Regions from separate parts of the Pan troglodytes genome. Here region 2 is linked to region 1. A link is a contact called in public HiChIP or PLAC-seq data. All regions are on one chromosome and are shown on one strand. Each heading gives the region's core, a stretch centred on a gene start, on an enhancer-like site or on the middle of the called end of the contact. The rest is flanking DNA. Distances are from core to core; before and after follow the strand shown.

What was found. HiChIP or PLAC-seq counts read pairs in DNA pulled down with a chosen protein or histone mark.
Region 2: an H3K4me3 HiChIP or PLAC-seq map of stem cell-derived excitatory neurons shows a contact between it and region 1, with 9 times the contacts expected there. The contact joins the promoter of NOL11 here to the promoter of PITPNC1 in region 1. A contact is called at or near these places in 1 of 7 Hi-C or Micro-C datasets (stem cell-derived neural progenitor cells) and 1 of 1 datasets of contacts at active chromatin or transcription factors (stem cell-derived excitatory neurons).

The regions. Positions count from the first base shown.
Region 1 is chr19:80,356,101-80,359,731 of NHGRI_mPanTro3-v2.0_pri, reverse strand. It overlaps PITPNC1 (phosphatidylinositol transfer protein cytoplasmic 1), which reads right to left and starts at 1,923. Exons shown (of 8, transcript XM_063799224.1): 1 at 955-1,923. The coding sequence starts at 1,002.
Region 2 is chr19:80,690,718-80,694,348 of NHGRI_mPanTro3-v2.0_pri, reverse strand. It overlaps NOL11 (nucleolar protein 11), which reads right to left and starts at 1,657. Exons shown (of 18, transcript XM_001164856.6): 1 at 1,291-1,657. The coding sequence starts at 1,431.

The DNA of each region.
Region 1 (3,631 bases), core at 674-3,173:
TTTGGGCTCCCTCGCTGTCCCTGGACAGAGACGCTCAGCAGTCGTGGAATCACCACAAAGGCGGGGAGGAAGAAGGGGAAGAAAGGGAAGCCGGGGCCGGAATAATTCTATCTGAGTCACCACTTCCTGAATACTGGAGCTCGCGGCTTCGCAGGATCGGGAGAAGGGCAGCAGAGCCGCGCTTGGAGGACGAGCCCCCGCCCCGCGCCCGGCGCCCCCAGCCGGCAGCCGCGGCCCCGGCACCACGTGCTGGAGCGCCCTCCTGTGGCCGCGTCGCAGCCCCCGCCGCTCCCGGCTCGCGCGCCGCTCCCCGCGGCGGAAGAAATAAGAGACGCAGAAAGTTTCCGAGCCAGGCGGTTTGCGAAAGGACACAGCCGGGTCCCGAGCCTCGAAGGGCGGACGTGCCGGGAGCTGCGCCCAAGCCCGCGGCGACGGCGAGAAGTCGGGCCCCGCAGGGACCTCCCCCAAGGGCTCAGAGGTTCCTCCCGCGGGGCTCGGGGCGTGCAGATCCCGAGGGCGCAGGGTTCTTCCTCGCACCCCTACCTGACCGCAGAGGGCGGGGAGGGGAGGCTGGGCCCACGGCCAGGTCGGGATGCCCCCCAAACCCCAGCTACAGCGCGCGCCGGGGGCTCTTGGGTTTGCTTTATTCATTTTCTTATTTGGAGGGAGGGGGCGCACCCACTCCCTTTGGCTCACTGTGATCCCCAACAGTCTGGATTCTGGGCGCCCCCGAAGAGCCCACCCGGAGTCCGCCGCCCCACCCAGCGCCGCCCTCCCCCGCTGGGGTGACAAGTGGAAGCCGCAAATCCCCTCCCTCCTCTCCTCCAGCCTTCGGGTTTGAGGGGTAACGTCCACCTGGGTTTCCTGCCGCTCGCCCGGGGCTCGCCGGCCAGGAGGCGGCGGTAGCGGCGGGGGTCCCGGAGCGGGCGAGGCCGGGCCGGGCGCGGCGCTTACCTCGTCTACGGTGAGCGGCATGCAGATCCGGTACTCTTTCAGCAGCATGGTCCTGCCGGCCGCGGACCCCCGGGGCGGGAAGCGGGGGGCGCCCCCCAGACCAGCAAGGCTGCCGCCCAGGCGCAGGGCAGGGCGCCCGGAGCCCGACGCTCGGAGCCGGAGGGCGAAGCAGCCCCCGCGGCGCGCTCAGCTCCTGGCTTCCTCCTCTCCGCCCCAGAGCATGTCAGGGTTTGGGTCCGGGTGTTCGCAGCTCCTCCACCTCCTCCCTCGCCGAGGCCGGTCCTCCCGGAACGCGGTGTTGCAAAGTCAGGGAGGCAGGGAGGGAGACCCGCTGGGGACGACTCTGCTCGGCTGCCCAGGGTGGTAGGAGCGGCCGCCAGATCAGGACATGCCCGGCAGCGAGCGAGGGAGGAAAAAAGAGAGATTTCCAAAAATTAAAACGAATGCACAGAAGTCACCCGCTCGATCCGCCTCCGAAAGCAGACGGGAACCTGGCGACCCCCCTCCTCCAGCGGGTCTGCCCGATGCTAATGTCACCAGGAACACATTGCAGCCGGAGCCGGAGATGCTGACTTTCTAGACAAAGGCTCGATCGGCTCCTCTCCGCGGGCGGTAAACAAGATTTCCTGCTCTTTTTAGGGCCGGTCCCCGCGCCGCTCCGGGGCTCGGCTCGGGGAGAAAAGGGAAGCCGCCGCCGCCGCTCGGCTCTGCCCGGCTGGGGCCCCGGGCGCCTCCAACCTCGGCTCGCGGCTGCCAGGGGCGGGCGGGAGGAAGCTGGCGCCTTCCGCGCGCGTCCCCTCCCCCGAGTCCCTCGGCTCCCCGGGTGCCGTGCGTGCCCGCGAGTTTGCAGCCACCTCGCCGGGGCCGGAGCGTCCGCGCCGATGCAGTGTGCCTGGGGCCGGGAGGTGGGTGCGGGAGGAGCGAGCGCGAGCGAGGCTGACATCAGCAGCGGCCGCGGCGGGGAGGGTAGCCCCATCCGGCCAATGGGGAAATGGCAAAGAATGTGGAGGATTTAAACAAAACAGCATGTCTCTGCCAGACGGCGGGGCTGCTCCGGAGCGGAGCCCGGCCGGCGCTGGGGAGGCTCGGGCAGAGGGGCTTCCCTCGGCTCCTTTGCCCTTTGAATCCACTCTCCATTGTGCCCTGAGTGCTGCCGTGCTCCATCCAGCCCCTCTGGGAAGTTTCTGGTCCCCTGACCCTAGGGACAACTCACCAATGCCCACCACCTATGTGTGATCCAGTAAGCAAGTCCGGGGCTGGAGAGGCAATGGGTGGGATTTGGGAACAAACCCTTGCCTGGTTTCAGAGGAGAGATCCTGGAAAACTGGGAAGTGCTGCCGTGTGAATGGAAATGAAGTACAAACAGGGGGAGGGAACAACCAGAGAGAACAAGAACCCCACGTAGCCTGTTACCTCGCCTGGCCCGGCTCTGCAATCTTTCTGCAGATTGTGCAGGCTCCGCGCAGCAGAAAGAAAGAGTAGGTTTTCGTATCCGCACTCCTAAGTTCAAAAAGTCACAGTGAAATGTCAATGAAAATGCCTGGAGTGTTGCTATTTGATCCATATTAAACAGATCTCTCATTTTAACCACAAGAAGCACATTCTTCAGTTACTCAGGAAGCAGCATGGAACTGCTGAAGTCTGTTTTTCATTTGTCTGGTATTTTTCAGTGTTTTTATGAAAAGTTGCCGGATGAAAAATGCATCAGTTGCCTGTATGAGAATAACCTGTAAGCGTTATCTTTTCTCCGAAAAATCTTCACGCTCTGAAGTCCTGAAGCTAGAGCTTAGATGGCGATGCAGATGCCTCAATACAGTATTTTGAATTGTGATTAATTAATAAGTAATTAACCAATATGACGATGATGGGCTTGTGGCAAAAGTCATCCAGAGGGCTGGAGAGAATTTATAACTGTTAACTGATACAAACCCTCCTAGGAAAATGATACCCTATATCCAGCTTATATTTTAGTGGAAACTATTTTCCAGATAAATGCTTTCCAGAGTTGGCTCAGAAATATTCACAGCAACTAATTAAAGCTAAACCAAATTCCTCGAGGTGGAAAATCTAAATCTGACACTGCAGTGTTGAATAATAACACATTGGAAGGCTGTGATATGGAAAGAAACTCAAGCTGTTTTTCCTCTTTTTTTTTTTTTTTTTGCCTCTTACTTGAAAACAAATGGAAGACCTAATAATCTTCCCAGAGGCAGGAAGGCAAGGGATTGGCTAGCCACACATGCGCATGCACATGGGACATCGGGATGTGTAGGCTTGGTTCCTGGCTTCCTGGACATTTCCTGACACTGATTCTGGAAGGAAGTATTCTACTGACGGGTGACACTGTTGAGGAGCTACTTCTCTGAATTTCCCGAACTGTAAATTGTCACATATATGCTTCCTCCATCACCCGTCTTGTTGCTGTTGTTGGTCTGTGATGGAGTTTTGCTCTTGTTGCCCAGGCTGGAGTGCAATGGCATGATCTCGGCTCACTGCATCCTCCACCTCCCGGGTTCAAGCAAGTCTTCTGCCTCAGCCTCCGAAGTAGCTGGGATTACAGGCACCTGCCACCACGCCTGGCTAATTTTGTATTTTTAGTAGAGATGGAGTTTCACCATGTTGGTCAGGCTGGTCTCAAACTCCTGAGCTCAGGTGATGGCCTCGGCCTCCCAAAGTG
Region 2 (3,631 bases), core at 408-2,907, 330 kb before region 1:
ACTCAGGAGGCTGAGGCAGCAGAATCGCTTTAACTCGGGAGGTGGAGGTTGCAGTGAGCCGAGATCGTGCCACTGCGCTCCACCCACCTCGGCCTCCCAAACCTCTGGAATTACAAGCGCACCTCACCACGTCCGGCTAATTTTTGTATTTTTAGCAGAGACAGGATTTCACCATGTTGGCCAGGCTGGTCTCGAACTCCTGACCTCAAGTGATCCACCCACCTGGGCCTCCCGAAGTTCTGGGATTACAGGCGTGAACCACCGCGCCCGGCCAAACCTCTAAAAGGGTAGTTAAAATGAAAATATAACTAAGTTCCTAAATAAGTAAATAAGCAACCCTTTGTTAAAAAACAATAGTACATTTAAAAATTGATTATATTATGCCTCTGCATGGGAAGTTATGCCTCTGAACAGCAGCATGGGAAATTAAGTAGGGACATCTGGGATCATGTCTATCCAATTCCAATCTGCCATTGTATTCCTATGCAGGAGCTGCAAAACTGCAAATCTACTTGACATCCCAAGTGAAACCCAATAGAGTTAGCAGAGTCAAAACGGCACAGGGAGCTGTTAGCAACCTGTTCTCAAAACGTCAAAGCAGATAGCTAACTTCTTTAAAACATGGAAAACTATGTTCAGCAGCCCAGAGAAAAGTAACTGCTTTCTATGCGACCACCAAAAGCAAGGTTAGAAAGTGTTCTCTATCAGGCTTTAGGCTGAAATGGGGGCAGGGCTTGCAGATTTTCCCAGGACTCAACTCCAGGATTCCCAGCGTGAATCAGAGATGCCAACAGACAACTCACTTGGAGGCAAGATTCTTAGCGAGCTATCAAGAAAGTCCCTCACTCTCTAAAATTGTCCCCGCCCCTACAAAGAGAGGGGTGTGAAGTGTAGACACGGCTAAACCACTATTCGCACTCTGTCAGTGTCATCCTCTCCCGCCCAACCAATCTCCGTTCCATCCTCCCGCGGGCGGCTAAGATAATAAAGACCCTAGGAGGGAATCTTAGCAAGGCCAATTCCGCGAGTTCCGAAGCAAAAGCACAGGTTTTCTTTCTTTTCCGAGTCTAACCCACGTGCTCTGCCTCTGCAAGTCGGAAATATGCCTTTACAGGAAGGCAAGCAAGCCAGATTCTAGACCTCACTCAGCGTCCCCAACAGGCCCAGCCGGCTCTCTGCTAAGCCTTCTCCACGATCTCTTTCTGAAGCTGTGAGAAACTTGAGCTCGAGCTCCGCGCTCAGAAAGGGGCGAGAAGGCAGTCGGGGCGCTCCCAAACCTATTGCCTTCACCTTATAGAGGATGACTGTCCTGCCGCTGTCTGTCACTAGAAACTGGTCTGTTTTGTCGCTCTGCTCCACGCCTAGGAGTCCTTCAGGCCCGGCGCTCAGGACTACCGAAGACAACGTGAATTCTTCCTCCAGCGCTGCCATTTTGAGCAAACCTAAGTACAGCCGCGCTCACTCCCGGCAGGCCTCGCGCTTTCTCTCGCGAGAATGAACGGGCCTGAGGGGCGAGTGCTTGCCAAACCAGGAACCTGCTCTCGCAGCCTGCGACCTCTGGCGGGCGGAAGGAGCGAGCGCGACTGTGAATTCAGCCAGGTGGTCTGGGCCGGCTTGCGTCAGACTCCGCCTCCCGAGACCACGCCTCTCCGAGTCCCGGATGTGCTCCAGGAAGGGATAGGGTAGGTGCGGAAGTGTTGCTTACTGGGTCCTGAATCGGCTGCGTGCTGTTCTAGGTGGGGACTTGAGAGACTGTAGATGGGTATAGGGAGTGGTCGAATATAAATAAGCTAGATTTTTTTTTTTTTTAATTGCAAGGGAACTCCCTAGGAATTCCATCCATGGCCTTGTGGAACGATCTGCCAAAGAAAAAATATTTATCTCTGTAGGTAAACTCCCAATAACGTGCTGTTCCTACGTGAAATGCTTAATTTCCCCCCAAGTTTCTTGGAACCCTCTAGAGATCTCCAGTCTCTTCAGTCTTTCAAGCCTTCTGAGTTCTCTGACTCCCCTTCTCTGAGCCCCAGTGGGGAAAATCTCTCCTCAGCTTACAGGAAATTCAGACTAGTTTGATGAAGGTGAAGTTGAAAGTCCCCTGTGTGATTTTTGGCAAGGTTTTTATTTCCGGGAGAAATGTATGTTTCTAAGATAAGCATGGCAGATTCAATCAATAATGTTAAATAAATAAGTAAAGATAAATTGTGATGTTCTTAGGGAGAAACCATTTAATAGGCAATTACTAAACAAATGTACCCAGTGTGACAAAGTGCCTCAGTTTAGATTTAAGCATCCACCAGATCGCCATGTGTGTTGTTTCTCATTGCCCCAACATGACAACATGGGCAAAAGGAGAATATCCAGCTACTGTGAAGGAATCAAATACAGTCTATTTTTATAATGCTAATAGGTCTTTTGTTGTTCAAAAGTACTGGCATTATCATGGCTCACTGCAGCCTCTAACTCTTGGGCTAAATAAAGCAATCCTCCTGCTTCAGCCTCCCGAATAACTGGGACTACAGGCATCCATCACCACGCCTGGCTAATTTTTGTATTTTTGGCAGACATGGAGTCTTGCTTTGTTGCCCAAGGTGATCTTGAACTCTGATAATCTTTTAATTTTTAGGCTGGGTTGTGAGATCAAGAGGATATAGTTTATTATTATGCTTCATAACTTACTTTGTGATAGGTGGTAAGAAGAAAAACATTAAACTCAGAAGGGAGAGATAAAGCGTGGGTGTGTGGGGGAGGAAGGAGTGGTCTGTGTATGTGAAATTTTAACTAGGATGACCACAGGCCTCCTTGAGAGGATGTCTTTTTTTTTTTTTTTTTTTTTGAGACAGGGTCTCGCTCTGTCGCCCAGGCTGGAGTGACGCAGTCTCAACTCACTGCAATCTCTGCTTCTCGGATTTAAGCTATCCTCCCACCTCAGCCTTCCGAGTAGCTGGGACTACAGACATGCACCACCATGCCCGGCTAATTTTTGTATTTTTTGTAGAGATGGGGTTTCACCGTATTGCCCAGGCTGACCTTGAATTCCTGGGCTGAAATGATCCTCCCACCTTGGCCTCCTAGAGTGCTGGGATTACAGAGCCACAGTGCCTGGCCCAAGGGTATCTTTTGAGGATGGCATGAAGGAGGGGAGGGAGCGATCATGCAGTTAACTAAGAGCATTCTCAGTAGCAAGTGCGCCTGGGGCACCAACAGGGAGATTCCCTAGAAGTCTATCGCAGTTATTGTAGTTACCAGGTGAGAGGTGATGAGGGCACCATCAGTAGCAAGGCTTTTCTTTCTTTCTTTCTTTTTTCTTTTTTGAGGCAGAGTCTTGCACTGTTGCCCAGGCTGGAGTGCAGTGGCGCAATCTCGGCTCACTGCAAGCTCCGCACCCCGGGTTCACGCCATTCCCCTGCCTCAGCCTCCTGAGCTGGGACTACAGGCGCCCGCCACCATGCCCGGCTGACTTGTTTGTATTTTTAGTAGAGACAGGGTTTCACCTTGTTAGCCAGGATGGTCTCGATCCCCTGACCTCGTGATCCGCCCGCCTCGGCCTCCCAAAGTGCTGGGATTACAGGCGTGAGCCACTGCGCCCAGCCTTTTTTTTTCTTTTTTGAGACAGAGGTTCACTCTTGTCACG